Regions from separate parts of the Mus musculus genome. Here regions 1, 2 and 3 are each linked to region 4. A link is a contact called in public promoter capture Hi-C data. All regions are on one chromosome and are shown on one strand. Each heading gives the region's core, a stretch centred on a gene start, on an enhancer-like site or on the middle of the called end of the contact. The rest is flanking DNA. Distances are from core to core; before and after follow the strand shown. Region 1 holds the start of Acbd3 (acyl-Coenzyme A binding domain containing 3). Region 2 holds the start of Mixl1 (Mix1 homeobox-like 1 (Xenopus laevis)). Region 3 holds the start of Pycr2 (pyrroline-5-carboxylate reductase family, member 2). Region 4 holds the start of Sccpdh (saccharopine dehydrogenase (putative)).

What was found. Promoter capture Hi-C pulls out the DNA fragments that hold promoters and counts their contacts.
Region 1: a promoter capture Hi-C map of hippocampal neurons shows a contact between it and region 4, with 2.8 times the contacts expected there. The contact joins the promoter of Acbd3 here to the promoter of Sccpdh in region 4. A contact is called at or near these places in 4 of 39 promoter capture datasets (hippocampal neurons, liver, pre-B cells and 1 more).
Region 2: a promoter capture Hi-C map of hematopoietic stem and progenitor cells shows a contact between it and region 4, with 4 times the contacts expected there. The contact joins the promoter of Mixl1 here to the promoter of Sccpdh in region 4. A contact is called at or near these places in 5 of 39 promoter capture datasets (cranial neural crest, hematopoietic stem and progenitor cells, hippocampal neurons and 2 more).
Region 3: a promoter capture Hi-C map of liver shows a contact between it and region 4, with 2.4 times the contacts expected there. The contact joins the promoter of Pycr2 here to the promoter of Sccpdh in region 4. A contact is called at or near these places in 2 of 39 promoter capture datasets (liver and pre-B cells).

What each region holds. Positions count from the first base shown.
Region 1 is chr1:180,723,632-180,728,694 of GRCm38.p6, reverse strand. It overlaps Acbd3 (acyl-Coenzyme A binding domain containing 3), which reads right to left and starts at 2,652. Exons shown (of 8, transcript NM_133225.3): 1 at 2,317-2,652. The coding sequence starts at 2,593.
Region 2 is chr1:180,692,988-180,698,423 of GRCm38.p6, reverse strand. It overlaps Mixl1 (Mix1 homeobox-like 1 (Xenopus laevis)), which reads left to right and starts at 1,390. Exons shown (of 2, transcript NM_013729.3): 1 at 1,390-1,804; 2 at 3,503-5,381. The coding sequence starts at 1,412. The coding sequence ends at 3,805.
Region 3 is chr1:180,902,681-180,908,020 of GRCm38.p6, reverse strand. Pycr2 (pyrroline-5-carboxylate reductase family, member 2) reads right to left here and starts at 3,747. Exons shown (of 7, transcript NM_133705.2): 1 at 3,491-3,747; 2 at 3,207-3,277; 3 at 1,968-2,147; 4 at 1,637-1,858; 5 at 1,334-1,426; 6 at 1,068-1,231; 7 at 1-544. The coding sequence starts at 3,557. The coding sequence ends at 379.
Region 4 is chr1:179,665,755-179,670,522 of GRCm38.p6, reverse strand. It overlaps Sccpdh (saccharopine dehydrogenase (putative)), which reads right to left and starts at 2,292. Exons shown (of 12, transcript NM_178653.3): 1 at 1,978-2,292. The coding sequence starts at 2,167.

The DNA.
Region 1 (5,063 bases), core at 1,403-3,902, 1.1 Mb before region 4:
AAGGTTGTCCTGTGACTTCTACACAGAAAACGCACACATACACACCAGAAAAAACAAAGCAGCCTTGTTGGATCCACCCCGGGTTCTATTAATTCTGCTTTTATATGCTTTTCTCTCTTTGAATTAGTGCCTGATATACTTACAGCAGCCTCTCACTGTTATTGCCAAGTAATAATCCACACAGAAAAGTGCCTGAACAGCTTTGAGCATTTAGGAACTGAGCAAACTATCCCCATTGATGCACTTCCTTCTGTAAGGTGACTAATCAATATGGGTTCTCCAAAGACTCTTGCCACTCAGAAGGCAATTTAAAATAATCTGTTTAAATAATTAAATTTTAAATGTGAGTCCAGTGTTACATAATCCAGCTTCTCTATGTAGAGCTTGATTCTCGCAGTTAAATTTCTAGGAATTTATATAGCAACAATAATTTAGAATGAGGCTCCTGACCCACAATGCTAAATTTGCTGCCCGTTACACAATTTTTTAAGTTAGTTAATCAGTTTGTTTAGGTTTTTGTTAACTGTTGTTTTAAGACAGGCTCTTGCTATGTAGCTTTGGCTGTCCCAGAATTGTGCTGGCCTGGCTGGCCTCGAATTCACAGAGATCCACCTGCCTCTGCCTGCCTAGTTCTGGGATTAAGTGTGAGACACCATCTCAGTGTTTTCTTCTCTTTACGAAGATACTGCTATTTTCAAAATAGATGGGCTCAGATGAAATACCTCTCCACTCCCTTTGTTTCCCATGCAGCAAAATCAAAGATTAGAATAGAAGTTGGTTCTTTCTGGCTCTGGAGCCATATCTCATTGGTAAAGAATGCACAATGCTCTTCCCAAGGACCCTAGTTCAATTCTCAATACCCAAGTCAGGCAGTTCAGAACTTCCTGTGACTCCAGCCCCAGGAGATCCAACACTTCTGGTCTCCTGGGGGACCCACATTGACACTGATACATACACACTCACTCACTCACAAAAATTAAAAATTCTTAAAAAATAAAAAAGAGAGAGAGAGTTAAAGTTGGTTTGTCCCTGTTTCTTGCAGCTTATGTTATTAAAATGCAAGTTCCAAAAATTAACTTTTAAGGGCAAGCACTGCTATGTGAACTGTACAGAAACCAGTGGATTCGCATTTATTTACGACAAACTCTAAAATCAAATCGGCGACTCAAGAGTTAAAGTGATCCTAAACTCATTACCACACAGGAAAGGCTGAACTCCTCCAGCCATGGCAAAGAACAGCTCAAGGGTAAACTTTAAAATACTATGAATTTAGAGTAACCATTTATTGTTCTGGAAAGTTTCATAGAATCTCACCTAGTTTGCACAATGAAAGTTGATTTAAAAATAAAACTACCTTCACACGGGTCACTACAGTGAACAACTCAACTTTAGCTGGTGAACTAGGCAATCCGAAAGCCCTAACTCTGGGAAGCTTGTCATAAATATGGGGTTCTAGAATGCAGGTGGAACCTAGCAACCCCTTTAAAGTTTCATTTGCCCTTATCTTGCTTTGTTTTCCCACGCAAGAACCTAAATAGCCTTTAAGAATCAGACTATGAGTCAAGCTCTTTCCCACTGACCAAATCTTGTGACTGTTACCTCCAGTATTAACTAGAGAAGAAAAAAGGCAGGAAATCACCGCACATCACAATTTTGTTTTAAGAAACAGTAGAGAGAGAGAGAGAGAGAGAGAGAGAGAGAGAGAGAACGAGAACTTCGCGCTTTAGTCTTCATCATTCACTTCCATGGTAGAATTTCCTAGCCACTTAGAAGTTACTAGAACACAGTGGCCATCACTTACTCACTCAGGCAAAAGGGAATAAATGAACTTAGTATTTTACTTCATCCTTCGCCACATCCCTATCGCCTAATGATCATGTCCCACACACGCTCACGGTTTACAAGGCTAGAAAAGGGATGTGTGGGACCCAATACAATTTTCTTCCACTAAGATAGTTTTTTTTTCTCTCTTTAAAAATCGCTTCGATGTTGTCGTGAGCCGTGAAAAACCGATACATAACAAAAAGGCGAAATCCATCCCAGAATAGGAGCCCCGGGGAGCGCGCGCTCCTGTCCACTCTAGCTCGTGGAAACCAGAAAACTTAAACCAGGTGGAACGCCCCAGCAACTAGGCGACACGGGCTGCTAAACCAGGGTTCTAGGTCTCTCAGGGGTGTGACCAGGGGCCGGACCGGCAGTGACAAACTCTCGGTGCCACCAAGGACGGACCGGCGCTCCGGTCACCCCGGCCTAGCTCGGGTGGGTGGGGCAGGCATGGCCGGCCCGCAGTCCCGCAGGGGCGAGTGACCCGCTCACTTTTGTAGAAGCGCAGCGCCAGGCCGTAAAGCTCCTCCAGGCCAAAGCCCCAGTGCTGCTCCATCCGCCGCGCCTCCTCGGCCGCGCCCTCAGCCGCCGCCTCCCCGGGCTCCCGCTGCTGCCCCGAGGCGCCGGAGCCCAGTCCATTCCCCGGGGCCGAGGACGGCGGCGTCTGCGGCGGGGCCCCCTCCGCGCCGGGCCTCTCCTCCGAGTCCGGGCTCAGCGTGAGACCGTCGAGCGACACCTCGAGCTGCTCTACGTTCAGCTGCGCCGCCATCTCCGCTCGCAGCGCCTCCTCGGCGGGGACAGGCGGCGGCCACGTATCGACTTCCTGCTGACCTCTCACCTCCGCTCGCCGACACCGGAACTTCCGCCGCCAAGGCGGCTGGGGTTTGAAAGCGCCGGGTGCCCCGCCCCCGAGCGTGTGGGCCACGCCCTCCCGTGCCCTCGGCTTGCTGGGGACCTCACGCCCCTCTCGGAGAGAGGCTCACCCCACCGCCGTGGCCGTCCCAGGGAGCCGGGACGTCCCGTGGGGTTCGTGGCGGTCCGCGTTGGTCGGGGGTGTGTGAGGTGAACCCCAAGCAGCGGTGTTGGGGGTGGCTGCTGGTCGCGTCCGACCCTGCAGGGGACAACTGCAGAGACATCTGTGCAGAGTCGCTGTTGGGAAGTTGCAGGCCAGTTACGGAGTCTCTTGCAACTGCCAGACGGTCAGAGCAACTGCCGTCTTCATTTTAAAGTAGAAATCAGGCTTTCGTCCCCTGCAGTGTTTGTCCTCTCCCTTAATTTATGTTCGTTCTCCTAAGGGAGGGAACGGTTGACTATTTTATTTTTTGCTATGTAGCTCAGGCTGACTTTGAACTCACTCGTTAGCTCAGGTTGCCCTTGGTCCTCCTGCCTTAATCTCCCGAGGGCTTTGACTACATGTGCAAGCCATCAGGACTAGCAATAAGGACAGCATGAGGCCAATTCAGCTATCCATGCCACGAAAGTGTAGGACCAGAAGACAGAATCTCTGCAGTGTCGGGTATAAGAAAGTAGGAGGTAGTTAAGGAGAAACAGCCAGAGTACATAGCACTCTCCTTTCTGTTTGCTTTTGTTTTTTTTGAGACATGGTTGTAAGCTACATAGCCCTGGCTGTCCTGTCACTATGAAGGTCAGACCAGACTAGCCTCAAACTCATAGAAACCCACCTCCCTCTGTTCTCGAGTGCTGTATTCTGGGATTTTTGGTTCCGTAGCAGAGTCTTCCAATTCATTAAAAGTGAAAAATTGTAAGATTTTCATGCATACACTGGGCAAGCACTCCAGCTTAGGGCTCTTTCATTGAGCTGAATGAATGGATGAAAGCACACTTCAATTACATACAGTATCAGTTCAGCTCAACATGATTTAAGGACTACCTTGTATATCATATACTATGGAAAATACAAAGGACAGTAGTCGTGTCCTACCCCTCGGCATCATGGTCCAGGAGGTGAGTCCGTGCCAGAGCACAATAGTATGGCCAGGCTGCTGGAAGGTACCTTCTGCCTCAGCACCTGTGAGCGGGTTCCCTAGCTTCTGTTTCCTCTTGGTTTGTTGAAAACACTGGAGTCATGAAACTATGTGTTAATATGTGTTTCAAGAGGCTGTGACATCACCAGAGAGCCTACTAACCCATCTTGAAGTTTCTGTCACCTCTGTATAGTGTCAACATGGGACCCAAGACTTCAATACATGGCCTTTGGGGGGCATTCCATTCCCAAAGTACAGTAGTGTGTAAAGCAAAATGTAAAGGAGTTGGGGAGGATTGCACACCTGTAATCCCAGTGCTTGGGAGGCAGAGGCAGGCAGATCTTTGAGTTCAAAGCCAGCCTGATCTATAAAATGAGTTCCAGAACAGCAGGGCTGCACAGAGGAACCTGTCTTGAAACAAAACAAAACAAAACAAAACAAAACAAAACAAAACAAAACAAAAAATCAGAAAGGCTTTGCTGGCTGGTAGTTTTTAATAAAATGTGACCACCATTATGTGCAACATTAAAATATACAAGAGCCCTTACCCTAAGGGGAGCTCACAGGGTAGAGTGTGTCCCTGGAGTTGACTAGAACAATTGGTATCTACTTTAAATCTGAACTGTTTGGTAGCCTGTTAAAATCTGGAATTTTAATGTCATATCATCAGGTTTCTGGCTTACCTTAAAATGAAGCAATCTACTGGCTATGGGCCTAATGCTGGTGGTTAATGATATTAGCTGGTGTTATGCAGGTTTTAAGATGTGCCCTAAGTTCACAGCCATTTACTGTCTTATGTGACAGAGACTGTCCAAGCTGTTATCACGGGTCACATGACAAGATTGATTGCTGTAGTTATCTGTCTGGTCACTTCTCTTAGGCTGCTTCTGCACTCTAACTACATACCACAGCCTGGGTGGTTTATAACTAACAGCTCTTTGTTTCTGACAGTTATTACAGCTGAGATGCTCAAGATCAAAACACTGGTTGTTTTGAAGTCTGGTTGGTGTGTAGCAGCTTCCTCTTAAGATTAAAACAGTCTGTCCTACAGGAAGCTCCTTAAGCAGGGAGGCAAACAACTCAAAATAGCTTCAGGAAGTTTCTGAAACTGACCAGATTCAATAGATCCCTCTGGTCAGAGTAATTCACCTCAGATCAAAAGAGAGCTGAGCTAAGAAGGAGACTTTGAGACCAGATCAGCTGCCTGGAATAAGCAGACCAGCAGCCCTGCCTGGAAGACATTTAGACCAACTG
Region 2 (5,436 bases), core at 141-2,640, 1.0 Mb before region 4:
CTTGCCGATCACTCTGTGCTTTGACACTTGGGATAATTGCCCATAGTAAAGATATGGCCACTTGCTGCTCTTCCAGAGGGTCAGTTCTCAGCACTGTATCAGGTGGCTTACAACCCATTACTTCCCAGCACTGTGTCAGGCAGCTTACAACCCACTTCCCTCTTTTGGCTTCTTTGGGGGCTCACATGCGTATTAGTAGACAGGATGCACTCATGGCCAGCACATATACTTTCTCCTATGATACTTCCCATTAGCATTGAAGACGTTGCAGGAACAGGTCCTGGGCTGGGCTGTGGAATACCCCTTCCTCTGCAGGGAGCCCCTTTGAGGCCTTGCAAGCCGTGCTCCTTGCCCTGCCTGCCTCTGCACCCTTCTGCTATAGTGCTGCATGCCTCTGATTTCTCTATGAAGCAACTTGGCTTCTGTCTCAACAGATGTTCCCTGAGGGTCTTGCTTAGGATTTTCCAGTCACTGGGTCCTATTCTCAGGACCAGAGGGTAAGGAGGTGGGGAGAGACTTATATGAATAAATGAATGCATGTGTGCACTAGGGGAAGCAGATATAGAAGTCACAACTAAACTACAAATCCGCATAAAACAAACCAGGAACCTCAAATGAACCCCAGGGGACAAAGGAAATAGTAATGGCATCAGAGGGAGCAGAAACTTCAAGGAGTGGCATCAGAGGGAGCAGAAACTTCTCGGGTTCTGAGCACTGTTGGGATTCTTTAGGAGCGCTAACCCCGTACAACTTCAGCCCGTCCAATTTACAGCATTCTTGTTGACAGGTCACAGATACTCTAGGCAGGAGCAGCGTCACTGTTCAGGATGTGTGCCTGTCCCCTTTGAGATCTCTTTATCTTCACCCCCCCTTGGATTCAGGATGTGTCAGGGTGGTTTGCCGAGGGCAGGGCTAGGCTGTTTAACCAACCTGGAGTAAGGTCTAGCACATAGCAGGGGTGGTAAATAGCGCCTTTGATGGTGACAGGCGGACAGCGGGCCAGGCACAGCGCGGGGGACCTACGAACCAAGCCCCCAAGAGATTCAGGCGCTCTTGAGAGGTCTTCTGGCCCAGAAGAGGGGGTTCTGTCCAAGTCCGGCCTGCACTTGGGGCGACCCCACCGGGGCAAAGCGGTTCGAGGTATGTGGATTGGTGGTTGGACTGGCTGGCGGATGGGCGGAGAAGGGACGGAGCGGCCCGGACTCAAGTTCGCGCCTCCCTCATTCCGTCCCCGGGTCAGCGGAAGCGATTATTCCCGCGGCGTCTGGCGGGGCTGGGGCGGGCTCGCACCCCGAGGAGACGAGACGCGGCTTCCCTGCACCCACGCCTTTGATGGCGCCGCCGCCCCCTCCCCGGCTCCGGGCCGCTATAACTGCAGGCGCGCGGGGGTACAGGGAAGCGTCCGGGAGTCATGGCCGCAGCAGGGTCCCAGCAGCTCCAGTTCGCAGAAGGCGCCGCTTTCCCCATCTTCCCCGCCGCGCATCCCGGAGGGCAGCTGCTCCCAGCCATGCGCCCAGCCTCTGGGCTGCCCGCGGCGCCCCACGACTCTCGCGCCCCAGCAGCCACGCAGTGCTTTCCAAACCGCGACTCCAGTCCCACAGCGCAGACCCCCGCCGGCCTGGATCCGCCCGGACCCTCCAAAGGCTCGGCCGCCCCGTCGGCGCCACAGCGCCGCAAGCGCACGTCGTTCAGCTCGGAGCAGCTGCAGTTGCTGGAGCTCGTCTTCCGACAGACCATGTACCCAGACATCCACTTGCGGGAGCGCCTGGCTGCGCTCACGCTGCTACCCGAGTCCAGGATCCAGGTGAGTCGCGGTCGCAGCTGCGCGTTCCAGTGGAGGTGCTGGGAAGTCACAGGCTTGTTGGGCCATTTATTCTGTGGGGGAAAAGTTACTCTCTTTGAACCTCATGGTTCTAGACTGCAAACTGGGATGTCAGTTAAGGCCGCGTTACCATGTGATTGATCTGGGCAGCTAAGGGGCTTGCGGACCCATTGAAAGGTCCCAGCAGGAAGGTAGTCATTGCACTCTTTCCCAGCGTCCAGTAAGGAGAGAGAGAGAGACAGAGACAGAGAGACAGACAGAGAGACAGAGAGAGAGAGACAAGCCTTCCTCTGGCTTTGATTCTAAGTAGCAGAGCAGGGTTGGATCACCTTCAAAACAAGCAAGAACTTCTTGTCACTTTGAAAAAATATTGCAAAGTGAGTTTATTGTCTGAGGTCGATCATTTAGATCAGAGTTTTGGAGATGATAGGGAGAAGCCTCTCTCTCTCTCTCTTGCTCTCTCTCTCTCTCTCTCTCTCTCTCTCTCTCTCTCTCTCTCTCTGTGTGTGTGTGTGTGTGTGTGTGTGTGTGTGTGTGTGTGTGTGTGTGTGACTGAGACAAGTTCATGCTGCGTAGTCCAAGCTGGACTTCAATTCACAATCCTTCTGCCTCAGCTTCCTGGGTGCTTGGATTACAGGTAGGTTCCCCAACACCCAGTTTAGACGCTTGCCTCAGGAGGGTGGACATTTAGTGTTTATTTTTTTCCTGGACTTAGGGTGACTACTCAACTGTCACTTTTTTACCCCCTCCAGTCAGGGTTTCTCTGGGTAGCCCTGGCTGTCCGGGAATTTGCTCTGGAGACCAGGCTGGCCTTGAAATCAAAGATGTGCCTCCTTTGTCTAGGATTAAGGGGGTGTGCCACTATCTCCTGGCTTCAACTGTCACTTTCAGCAGTTGTCACCCTGGGCTTCCTATGCAGAACACGTTTGTGGGGAAATAGTAAAGACATTTACACACAGAAACGAGCTTCACGGAGGAAAAATACCTACTGGGATTGAAGGGGTATGCTACCACCACCAGGCTGAGACCGTCTTTTTTTTTTTTTTTTTTTTTTTGGTTTTTCGAGACAGGGTTTCTCTGTATAGCCCTGGCTGTCCTGGAACTCACTTTGTAGACCAGGCTGGCCTCGAACTCAGAAATCCGCCTGCCTCTGCCTCCCGAGTGCTGGGATTAAAGGCGTGCGCCACCACGCCCGGCTTTCTTTCTTTCTTTTTTTTTTTAATGTGTAAAATGAAAAGCAGACAAACAACCAAGTATAGCAAGTGTAGACAGAACCAGACAGCATTCCAGCTTTGCATCTGAGAATGATGACTGAGAAGGTTTGGAGCTCTGAACATCAAACCATTGGTTCAAGTGCTTTCTGTAAGCCCCAGACTTTGAGCAGAGAGTCAAGGCTAATATGCAGTTTTATCGGTAGAGTGCTTGCCTAGCATGCACGAAACCCTGGGTTCCATCCTCAGGTACCACGCAAACCACTCGTGGTGGTGCAGCCTGTAACCCCAGCTCTGGAGTGGAGGAAGGAGAATCATAAATTCAAGGTCAAGGTTCTCCTTGGCTACAACCCGAGGTTGAGGTCAGCACTGGCTAGAGAAGCTATCTCAAGCAAACCCCCAAACAAACTAACAATAAAAACCCCAACCGGAAGCAGCTGAACAGTTTTTTTCTCCTCTTGTCCCCCAGGTGTGGTTCCAGAACCGACGGGCCAAGTCCAGGCGCCAGAGTGGGAAGTCATTTCAGCCCTTATCCTCAAGGCGGGGAGTTTTCCTCCATTGCCCTGCTCCTGGGACTGAAGCTAGGTGTTTGAAGCCTCAGCTGCCCCTGGAGGCAGATGTGAACCACGTTCCGGATCCCAGCATGACTGGAGGAGGCGTCTGCACATCTGGTTCTCAGAGTTTTGAAACGTATTCGTCTCTCTCTGAAGATATTGGCTCAAAGTTGGACTCCTGGGAGGAGCACATCTTTTCTGCCTTAGGTAACTTCTGAGGATTCTGGGAGCGTTGAGGATGCACTCAGGGAGATCTGGGAGATTGGAGCTGATCTCCTGACTGGCCATGGCCTCGGTTCTGGATCATCTCTCACATTTTGGTTCCCTTCTCTGACACTGAGCCTTTACTGCTGGCTTGTTCTCGGTAGCCACCGAAAAGTCACCGTGACTCTCCAAGACTGCACATTATAATTTGGTCCGCATCCCCTGGGCCTTCTTACTAGGGTTATTCCTATTTTTCAGACTGATTGTTCAGAACTTGTTTTCTTCATAAGAACCTTCGGCTTGACTCAGTTTCCCCACTTTCTCGGCAGCTGCTGTCTTCTTGTAGTCCTAGTTGTAAGTGGGTTCACACACTCTATCCCACATCCTGTACTCTGGACTCATCACCAAGACTCATTACTCTTTTTCACTGAGTCTTTTTGTTTTGTTCTTGACCTTGCTGTGTAAGGAAGGAAAGATGCCTCAAACTCCTGTCCTCCTAGCTTTATTTGCCACCATAACTGGATGCTGCTTTTTTTTTTTTTTTTTTTGCTTAAAAATGTATATGGTATTAACATATATCTCCAAAATAATGGATGTCAATATTTTTGTTTAAAATTTTATATGGTATTAACATACATACCCAAATCAAACTGCTTAACACATGCATGACATCACTCACCTTTCTTTGTTCTGTGATGATATAATCTATTAGCAATTTTCAAGTATATGAAATGTAGATATTAACTATAGCCATCTCCATCGAGTTTTTCAGCTTCTCTCTCCCAGCTGACTGTGTATCCTAGCCACCTCCCCTGCCCTCACTTGACTGGTTTCTCATCTGGCCTGTCAGCTAGACGCTCCCTCAGTAACAACGCTACTTTCCAGCTCTTTCAAGAGCCCCATGCCTCTTGTTCCCCACTTTTTTGTTTTGTTTTTAATTACTCCATTTGGAAGTCTGTGGCAGCTTCCAGTTAACCAAACTGTAAGACCCTGTCAAGCACGCTCACAGTCAATGCCATCATCTTTAGCTTATGCAAACCTTAAGATCATTTACCCAAAATGTGCTTCTCTGTCTGTCATTCCTTTCTGGTTGGGACTCAGTGAAAAAGTTTCTCTTTCAAAACAGCTCAGGAAACAGCTTCCCTTTCTGAAGCCTGAACTTTTCGTAAGTAATCTTAATTTTTGTACCTGTTACTTGGACCACCATTTTTCTTAGCACTTGTTATTATGTTTCCTGTGCAACATTAGTGGGTTACTGTTTCTCACTACTCTTCATACATAAATCCCATTGAAGTGAGCTCTGTTTTGAATTGAACCCTGTTGTCCCAGACCTCAGTGCTGGGAAAGTTGGGGAGTACACAATGAATGAGAAAACATTCCGAAGTAAGCTTACTTGCTGGGCTGCTAAGATGGCTCAGTGGAGGCAGACACATGACCACCAGGCCTGACAACCTGAGTTTGATCCCCAAGACCCACATGGTGGATGGGAGAACGGGTTTCTTTAAGTTGTCTTTTTGACTTCCATATGTGTGGTATGGTGTGCACCCACATAAGTACACACATACAAAATAAATAGATTAAAGAAAAAAATTTTTAAAAGTTTATTGTCTTACTTTTCCGTTGCTGTGATAAACACAATGGACCA
Region 3 (5,340 bases), core at 2,498-4,997, 1.2 Mb before region 4:
AGAGTTAAGCAAGAGGTCACAGGATGACTCCCCACACTTCCACCTGCAACACCAAGACACAGGCTTCTTTGCGTGTTTTTAATTCAGAGGATTCCCGTTTCCTCTCACCTCACCTGGAGATCAATCTGAAGCAGCCTCGGATCTAACTAAAGCTCTCCACAGACTTCCGCTGAGGGGGATGCTAACTCTAAGGCCTCCACCTCTCTCAGAGAGGCATGCTGACTTCTGGCATCAGCCGCCTCTTCAGAGCACCTTCTGCCACGGGACAGGAGAAGGACTCGGTGGCACCAGGTGAACAGATGTAAGCAGCTTCACCCCCAGACCTGAGCCTGCCCCTCCCTGTACTACAGGGGACAGGGACACCCTACAGAGTCCTCCTCACTCCTTCTTGCTTCCCTGGGCGGGGTTTCTTGTAAGGAGTTTCCCTGAGCTGGGTGGGGCCAGCGTGGACACCGTGGGTGACTCCAGCTTCACTCTGTCCAGAAGGGTCTTCTTAAGGGCAGCAGGAGACACCTTTTCTTGGTCAGCCATGGACTGCAGTTCTCTGTAAACAAAGCCCCACCAGGAAGATGATAAACCTCGGAGCCAGAGCTTTGCGCCTTCCCCAGCTATACAGACCCAGACTCTCAACCCGACGCCACCAAGACTCAGAATCCCAAACCAGAGAAGCTCCAAGCTTCTTAAGAGTCAAATAACTAACAGGGGATATCCCAGTCCCCCGGTGCGATCCAAGCTAGGTACAGTGTTCCAGTGATATCGGTGACCACACAAGAAAAAAAAAAAAAAAAAAACTAGGGGAAGTTATAGAATTTGAAGCCAGTCAGCAGTTGAATCCCATCTCCATCATTTAACTGTTTGATCTCGAATGTACCCATCTACATAAACAAAGTTAATCATAGCCATCAGAAGTGCGCTAAGAACTAAGTAGAGAAAGGTTAGCAAACCCTTGGTTAAAGGAAGCTTAAAACTGTGGTTATCAACAGAGCACAGACTCTGACCGCGCTCATGAAATCTTCAAGAGTAACACCAACGGAAGAACTCAGACAGGGGAGAGCGAGAACGCGCACCTGGTTCGGATACAGGAGGCCTCAACCGCATTGATGAGCAGAGAGCGGAAGCCCCCACTCTCCAGGAAGTGCAGGGCATGGATGGTGGCCCCCCCAGGGGAGCAGACGTTGTCCTTGAGCTGGCCTGGATGGTCCTCTGAGTCCAGCAGCATCTTAGCTGCTCCCTGAGATACAAAGCAGCATTAGACTCAACCCAGGCCCAGCTCGGTGCCCCTCCCCCAAAACACAACCCTAAAACCAACCACCAACCGCGCAAAGACACTAACCAGCAACGCCTGAGCTCCCAGTCTGACCGCCAGGCGCCGCGGCACGCCCATCTTCACCCCACCATCTGCCAGGGCGTCCAGGGCCATGAATGCCTGTGGAGATATTCTCTGAACACAGGAACCAAGCATCCGCGCACCCACACACCACAGGCGGCTTTCTCAGGTGACTGGGACCAATCCTGAAGGTCAGCTCCTTCCACCAGCCAGCCATGTCCAAGAGATGTGCCGGCTGCCCTCTCTTCCGCCAGCCCCTCCTGCTGCCCAGGATGCATGCAAGCCAGTGGGCAAGTGAGAACCACTCACATAGGCAGGCCCGCTGCCGCTGAGCCCGGTGATAGCATCAATGAGGTCTTCCTCCACCTCTGTGCAGAAGCCCACACTGCTCATCAGCTGCTCCAAAAGCTTGCCGTCTTCCACCAGAGCATGGGTGCCCGTGGCATACACGGTGGCCCCCTCTCGGACCACCACGGGCGTGTTGGTCATGCAGCGGATCACTTTGGGGGCCGGCTGGAAAGCCATCAGCTTCTAGAGGAGGAGAGCAAGCCAACTGAGTGTCCAGGACATAGCTCCCTCGGATCTGAGCCACTCCCAGGCCACCCCTCCTCTCACACAATGGGCACCGGGGCAACAGCACCTTCTCCACAGAACTGATGGTGACCCCGGCTGCACAGGAGACCACGATGTGCCTCTCCTGCACGTCGGCTCCAATCTCATCCAGGATGAAGGGGATGATGTGGGGCTTCACAGCCAGGAACAGGACGTCGCTGTGCCGCACAGTGTCCTTATTGCTTCGGGTCAGATTCACACCCATCCTCTGCAGTAAGGAGTAGGGGACCCTGTCCGTAATGCTAGGTAATATGGCTGAGCCCGTGCCACCCATAGAATAGCAGACCCTCTCTGTCAACTGTAGCCAACACTCTGTTCTGTGCCTTCAGGGCTCCGTGACTATCCCCAAATGGCAGCTTTCCTTTCCTGCCACCGGACAAATAGGTACAAAATGGTAAGCTGCTCCACCATGGCCAGGAAAGTGGCTGTCCCCTCAACCCCAGCAATCTCGAACCTCTCTGCCAGGTGAGAGAGAACTGATGGAAAGAGCTGAGCACCCAGAGTCTGGAAGCAGAGCTGCAAAGCCCACTCCCAACCTCACAGCTGTTTACCGGAGTAACAAGTCTCCACGGGGCCCCCTCTAGGGCTCTGAGGTGCATAGCTGGGGTCCTACAGCGTTGGGGACATAAGCCTATACTAGGCACAAACAGTATCCACAGTGCTTCATCTGCTCACCTGTCCCACATTGGCCAGATGTTAGAAGACTTGGGACATTAAGCTTTATTGAATAAAGAAACTACGTAACTCACCAAGTCCCCTAGCAACGCTGTCATTTACAACATCGGTAAGCAGAATTTTCCAGACTTAGAAGCCAACACGGGCTATGCAGTGAAATTCAAAGCAGACTAACAAAAAGAACCTTTTTTTTTAAAGAATTATTTATTTATTATATGTAAGTACACTGTAGCTGTCTTCAGACACTCCAGAAAAGGGCATCAGATTTTGTTAAGGGATGGCTGTGAGCCACCATATGGTTGCTGGATTGAACTCAGGACCTTCGGAAGAACAGTCTGTGCTCTTACCCGCTGAGCCATCTCACCAGCCCAAAAAGAACCTTTCTTATATGCCTACTTTCACCCCAGTAGGATCCGACACTAACTTTGCCTGGGAGCTCCCACCACACAAGGCTGCCTCAGAGAAGGTGCAGGGCTTACAATGATGACTTCCCTAAAGGAGAGTCGGAGCCTGCCAGACTCAGGGCATCTCCGGACACGCTTTTCCTGGGCCTCTTCCTCTTGCCCACTTCCCTCCATCCCTCCTAGCCTACCCTGAGCGCAGACACCGTGGGCAGGTCCATATCCGGGGAGCTGGCTATTATCTTGTGAGCCGACAGGACGCCTACAGAAAACAAAGTTTTTCAACTGTAGATCATGGCCCAATCATGCAGTCCATCAATGGAAGCCAACAGCAGCTCTAGCAGTGCCGGCCTCCGACGCTATGCTCCCAGCAGATGGATGCAAATCTACCATCCATTCACATTCACTCATCGCCCACCCACCCACTCACTCACTCGTTCACTCTGGTGAGAGGGAAGGCTGACCACGCGCTCACCCGCGGCCGTGAAGCCCCGCGCCAGAGCACAGGCCAGCTGGCCTGCGCCGATGAAACCCACGCTCATGGCCGCAGGATCCCGGCGAGCGCCGATCCGGGGACTCTGGGGATCCCGGGGTCAGTGTCCGCGCGTGGAAAAAGATGGACCCGAATTGCTCGGAACAGCTTTCAAACCGGGATGCACCAGATGAACTGCTAGAGAGGCCCCAAGTATCCCAGAGCATCCACCGCCAAATACGCAGCCTCCGGTTGGCCACGTGTCCAAGGCAACCAATCCGAGGCTCGGGTCTGGGGCGGACCAATCGGCATCGCCGTCAGGCCGTGCGCCCGCCTCCTGATCGCGCAGCGGGTGGAACCTGTTAGCTCCGCTGGTGCGGGTCTGCTTGGCCCTGCCTGGGACACTGGTAATTCCTGGTTAGAAGAGTTGGTTTCTAACTCTGGTTCAGGAGTGAGATCTCCAAAACGCCTATTAGAGATGTACCCCTCATGGACACCAGGCTACAGCTAGCCAGCTTCGGCATGCTCCTTCCGAAGTAGAACTAGGTAGAAAAGACGAATTACTAGATCATGATTTGTTGATTTATTTAGTGATTTCCTTAAAGCACTGCTTGCACGGCCTGTTGGCCAAGCATGACTTCTCTTGCTACCCGGAACAGGGCGACCTGGAGAAACAGCTGAGACAGTGAGAAATGACTGCTTGTTTGTCCACCCCACCTTGTGGTTTTAGAGTATACAAAGAGACCCAGCATCGAAGCTTTTCAGGAGCTGTCCCGAATCACCAGTGACATCTCCTCTCTTCCATTAGAATTGTATTGTTTATTCCCAGAAAGATTTCTCGAAACATGTCCAGACGCACCAGAGGGCTCAGGAACAGCCACAAGTTGGGTTTGACTTTTGGAAAGTGTTTCACTATGTAGCCCAGGCTGTTCTTGAACTAGTGACCTTCCTGCCTCATCCTCTTGAGGGATGGGATTATAGGCGTGTAGTACATACATTTCTATAGTATACCAATCATAAGCAGTTTCCCAACGCCACCGAAACGTTATTTTACACAAGATTCTAACGTGTATTTATTCCATTAATGGACGAACCAAACAGTTAAAGTGGAACGATTTTTTTTTTCTGGCCAGAATCTCTTGCTTTGTTGCCCAGGCTAGACTTAAGTTCCTGAACTCAATGGACCTTCCTACCAGTCTTCCTAGAATTGGAAACTACATACATACTATCTGCTTTCTTGTATTCTGCTACAGTGAGGTAGATGAATAGCTACCTTCCCACCCAGCCATTTGGGACACACCCTCCAGGAGTGCCCCACCCTGACCCTACCGTCCAGCCCTTCCCTTCCGGACCTCCCAGCCAATAGGAAAACCAGTTCAGCCTCCTCCCTCCCCTCTCCCCGGGTTCTCCGCCCCCAGCATCATTTTTATCAGTGCCTCAGGGCCTTCACCCTTGTCTTATCCTTAAGTAACACGCCTGCCCCTTCTGAGAATTAGGAAGAACCAGACAATGGGACAGAGTACTGAGGTGTCCCAGGCTAGGCAGATGGCCAATCTGCAGCAGCCAACCCTCCCTTAGCTCCCTGTATTACACAGGAATCCATGTCTATTACCCAAAAATTAGGTTCAGTAGAAAGCTATGTCTTTCTTTTTCTTTCTTCTTTCTTCTTTCTTCCTTCCTTTCTTTCTTTTTTCCTTTCTTTCTCTTCTCTCTCTCTCTCTCTCTCTCTCTCTCTCTCTCTCTCTCTCTCTCTCTTTCTTTTTCAGTATTTCAGATGAAACCCCGGCCTTTTACATATCAGGCGTGGGCTCACCGTCTTCAGTCTCACCATCGAAGGAGAACCAATATGACAG
Region 4 (4,768 bases), core at 1,043-3,542:
CACCTGCCTATAGTGGTCAGTGATGGCAACCTTACACTGAAGACTTTCAACCATGAAACCTTTATAATCTGTTAATATGCTGAGTAGATGCCTGTTCTGACTTCCTTTCCATCAAGATGTCTCTATTACAAAAACAGCTCCTAAACAACTATATCTGACCCAATTATAGAGAGGAGGCCGAGGCCGTCAGCACTCGGCACCATGAGAATTAAAGAGGACTTGGAGGCCAATGCACTTTTTAGTAGTTTTAAAGAATTATTTTACTAAATTGTGTGTGTGCACATACGCACGTCAGTGCAGGTGCCCAAGGAGACCAGAGGTAGCAGATATTCCCTCAAGCTGGAGTTCCATGGGGCTGTCAGTCACCCAATGCAGCTGCTGGGATCCTCAGCAAGAGCAGTACATGTTCTAACTGCTGGGACACCTCGCCAGACCCGTGATTTCATTTTTAAGTAGTCCAGCCTATATAAAATCATCCAAGCTTATAAGGAAATAACTGGAACTAATTGACCCAATAGAGCCATGCAAGTCTCCACTGATTAAGGCACTCTCTGCAAAGCTGCCTAATTTGGGCAATGTAGATGGTAAGGAATTAGGTTATAATTATACAGCAGTGGTTCTCTGCCTTCCTAGTGCTGTGACCCTTTAATCCAGTTCCTCATGTTGTAGTGACCCCAACCATAAAAATTATTTTCGTTACTAATGTATAGCTGTAATTTTGTTACTGTTGTCAATCATAATCTAAGCATCTGTGTTTTCCGATGATCTTAGACAACCCCTATGAAACAGTCATTCGACCTTCAAGGGGTCTGCAATCCACAGGTCTCTGAGAACCACTGCTATACTCTCACTGAGGGAAAATAAAAGGAACAATGTATTTTAATAATGGCCTGTTTTCCAGAAAACAATAAATGTCCAAAACTTCTCTGTCAAGGTTCTGTGTGTTAGCAATGGCAGCACAAAACAAAAGGCTGTGTTCCCTTGCCCTGACAAGGCTCAGTGTGGAACCATAAAACTGAATAGAAAGAATGAAGAACAAGTATGACTTGTCCTGGGTGGAGATTTAGTTGCCAAACTCCAAGGCTATGGGGTTCTAAGTCGGGTGCTTCCCCAAAGCAAAAAGGTTGGGTGTGTGTGTGTGTGTGTGTGTGTACACGCAAGAGCACCCACGTGTCCCTCCTCACTCCCATGTGTGCATCACAACACTTAGGACAAGGCCTAGCATGGAAAATACTACTCAATCAACATGTTGACTAGAAGCTGAAAGAATAAGTAAACATCCAAAACTTAAAAAGAAAAAAAAAATTCCCACATTTTTATTAAGAATAAGACGACTGGAGTGGAGGGTGGGGGTGCGAAGAGGCAAGGGCATCAGTATGTCCAGGTCAGCCCACACTGCCTCAAGCAATTAAAGTGAGAACTGCAGGCGGATTTCGACAAGCAAAAACACAAACTGAAAACCAGAAAAACACACACACACAAAAAAGCAAGCAGCTAGCGGGGTAACTCAGAAGCACGGTGTATATGCTTACCACGTTCAGAAGTGCTGAGCTAAATCCGTATCACCAAGCCACAAAAATAGGTGCACTATAATATTGCTAGTACAACTCAGCTTTCTTAATTGTCCCCAAGAGACAAACTACAATGGACCTCCAAGAAATCCGTGTCTTATTTCCCTTTCCCACAAGTACAAGAACCCTTCAAACCCATCAGAACAACAGAGATGGACAGAGGAGCCACTGAAGTTCTGAACTCTCTCTCGACAGTGGAGATCCCCAAATTGGGAGGGAGAGAAAAGCCTTTTCTTCTTTTTTTCCTTTAATTTAGGAGCGGAACAAGGCCCGGCCCGGCTCGGCCAGGCGAGGCGTCCGGTCCTCCCGCAGGGCTCGATGCAGGCGCACGCTAGGGAGACGCCCCTCGGCGACCTGCGCCCAGCCCGGCCCGGCCCTGCCCACCCCGGCGACCCCGCCGTGTTACCCAGTTTCTGGGCAGCCTTCTCCAGCACTTGCTGCAGCTTCTCCTTGGAGCGACCCGCCACGGCCCAGGGCAGGCGGGAGCTCTGCTCCGAGGCTATCTGCTCCCGGGCCACCTCCTCCGTCACGAACTGGCCGGTGAAGCCAGAGGCGCCGAACACCACCAGGTGGAAAGGCCTCTGCTCCGTCGCCATGACGAGTCCACAGCGAGCTGCAGCCCGGGGCGGGCTGAGTCCACCGCGCCTGCGCCTCAGGCCGGGACCCCAGTACCGGGCGCAGCAACCGCCGCTGTCCTGGCCGCCGTCGGCGCGGCTACAGCGCCCGGCTCCCTTCGGCCCACGCGCGGGCCACGCCCACAGCCACGCCCACGCCTCCTCGCGACCAAGCTGCTGCGCCGCATCCCGGGCCACCGGCCGGTGCCGCGCCGCCACATCCGGCTCGGGCTGCACGTCCGCTTCGGTGGCTGACAGGAGCGGCCGACGGCCCATTGCTGCCCGCCGCCCGGCTACCCGCATCAATCTGGCCACCCGAATCATCGCGTCCTCTTGGTTCCCCTGAAGCAGAACCAGGGCGGGCCGGTTCTTCCCGCTTCTCTGGGGGGATTGCGAAAAGAGACGGCCGGGGGGTCGCCCACGCCGAGAACTGGAGCTTGGAAGTCGGTGGCGGAGGAGAAGCTTATTAGCAATAAGGAACGCTGGTGACCCGAGCTGAGAGCATTGGACTGACTGTCTGTCATCCAGCCTTTCTGATGGTGTCAGAGACCATTGCTTTGGGCTAGGCTTCCTTTAAAAAAATTTTTTAAATTATTTTTAAGTTTGTTTATGCGTCTGTATGTCTTGTCTGTGCACACGCCCGTGCCACAGGAGCCAGGGGACAACTAGTCTAGGGATCAAATGTCAGGATCAGCAGTAAGCACTTGTGCCTACTGAGCTATTCTCGGAGCTGCTACAGACCAAACCTAATCGTGTTCGTTGAGACTTATTGTAGAAAGCAGAATGTCCATGGGGGTGGGTACAGCAGCTAGGCCAGGGTATTTAGATGACCACTATCCCATGAAGCCTCTCATTTGCCTTAGTGATTTTTTTTTTTTTTTTCTGTAAATATCACTTGACTTGAATTCCGTTCTGGATTTCTTAGACCCAGCTCTGGTTTTCAGGGCTGCCCAAATTGCTGATTATTGTTGAGCGTTGTTTGTTTGTTTGTTTTCCTTTGTCTTAAGCTTGCTTAAAGTTTTGTTGTTGCTTTTGTTTCCAGACAGCTTCTCTGTGGCCTCAGAATCTGGGTCCTCCAGTGTCAGTCTCCTGAGTCTTTGAATTACAAGCCTTCCACCCCACTTCCCACCCCACTCCTTTTCTTTTGTTTTTTTGAGACAGTGTTTCTCTTTGTTAACTCTGGTGGCTGTCCTGGGACTCTCTTGGTAGACTAGGCCAGCCTCCAGCTCAGATCCACCAGCCTCTGCCTCCTGAGCACTGGACCAGCTTCCCCTGCTGTTTTTTGTTGTTGTTGTTTTGTTTTGTTTTGTTTTTAATGCTCTAGTTGGTTTTCTCTCACGATCAAGAAATTCTTGGGGAATGAAGAGATGGCTCCACAGTTAAGCACACTAGATGCTCTTCCAGAGAACTCAGGTTCGATTCCTAGCACCCACAAGGCAACTTACAGCCTTCTGTAACTCCAGTTCCAGGGGATCTGGTACTCTCTTCTGGCTTCCTCTGGTACCGGGTACTTACATGATGCACAGAAGTACACACAGGCAAAACACACACACACAAAACCAAACAAAAAGAAAATATCTGATAAATTAACTTGCAAAGAAGAAGAAGTTTGCTTAGGTTTGCAGTTTGTGTATTTTCAGTCTTTAGTCAGATGTGCCTGTTGCTTTGGGTCTCTGGGCCTCTGGTAGTCTTTCTGGATGCCGGTGACTGGACTTCAAGGCAGAGAAAATTACTCTTATGTGCATTGGTGTGAGAGGATCAGGTGCTGGAGTTACAGACAGTTGTGAGCTGCCATGTGGGTGCTGGGAATTGAACCTGGGTCCTTTGGAAGAACAACCAGTAGCCCTTAACCACTGAGCCATCTCTCCAGCCCCCACAAACTACTCTTTTCATGGCCATGAAACAAAAGTAGAAGGGGCTGATGGCTCCTACATTCTCCCCTGTAGGCATCTCCCCAGTGATTTAAGGACTTCATATTAGCCCCCACCAAAGCTTCCACTACCTCTAAACTGCAGTTTCCCAGAACCTCAGGGTCCAGACCTAACACAAAGACTCCAACCCGCAAAAGAGATACTTCACACACCAAGGCTGAGGCCAGACTGTTTTGTGACACATGGTTATAATCCCAGCACTCGGGAACCAGAGGCAAGCAGATCTCTGTGAGCTTGAGGCCAGCCTGGTTTAGAGTGAGTTCCAGGACAGCCAGGGCTGTACAAGAAACCCTGTCCTGGGAATAAAGAAAAAAAAAGATTCTGAAAGTTCTACACATGCCTACTACGTGGGCCTGTAGTGGACATTCAACATCAAAGCTATAGTGTGCTATAGATATATTTTTGATTGTGAGCCTAGCCTTTAATGGCTGAGCCATCAAAGCTGGTTATTGTCTGACTGTAACAGAAAGTAAAAATAAAGGAAGACAAAGCTGGTAACATGGTTGGCACCACGCTGGTCCAAATGAAAACTGCAGGCACGTAGTGTCTGGGGAGATGTCTCCATCAGAAAAATCTTTCTAGCTCATGCTGGAGATATAAAACTCCTCCTGAATTTAATTTTGTAATTGTGTTATTTGTATCCATCTAGAAA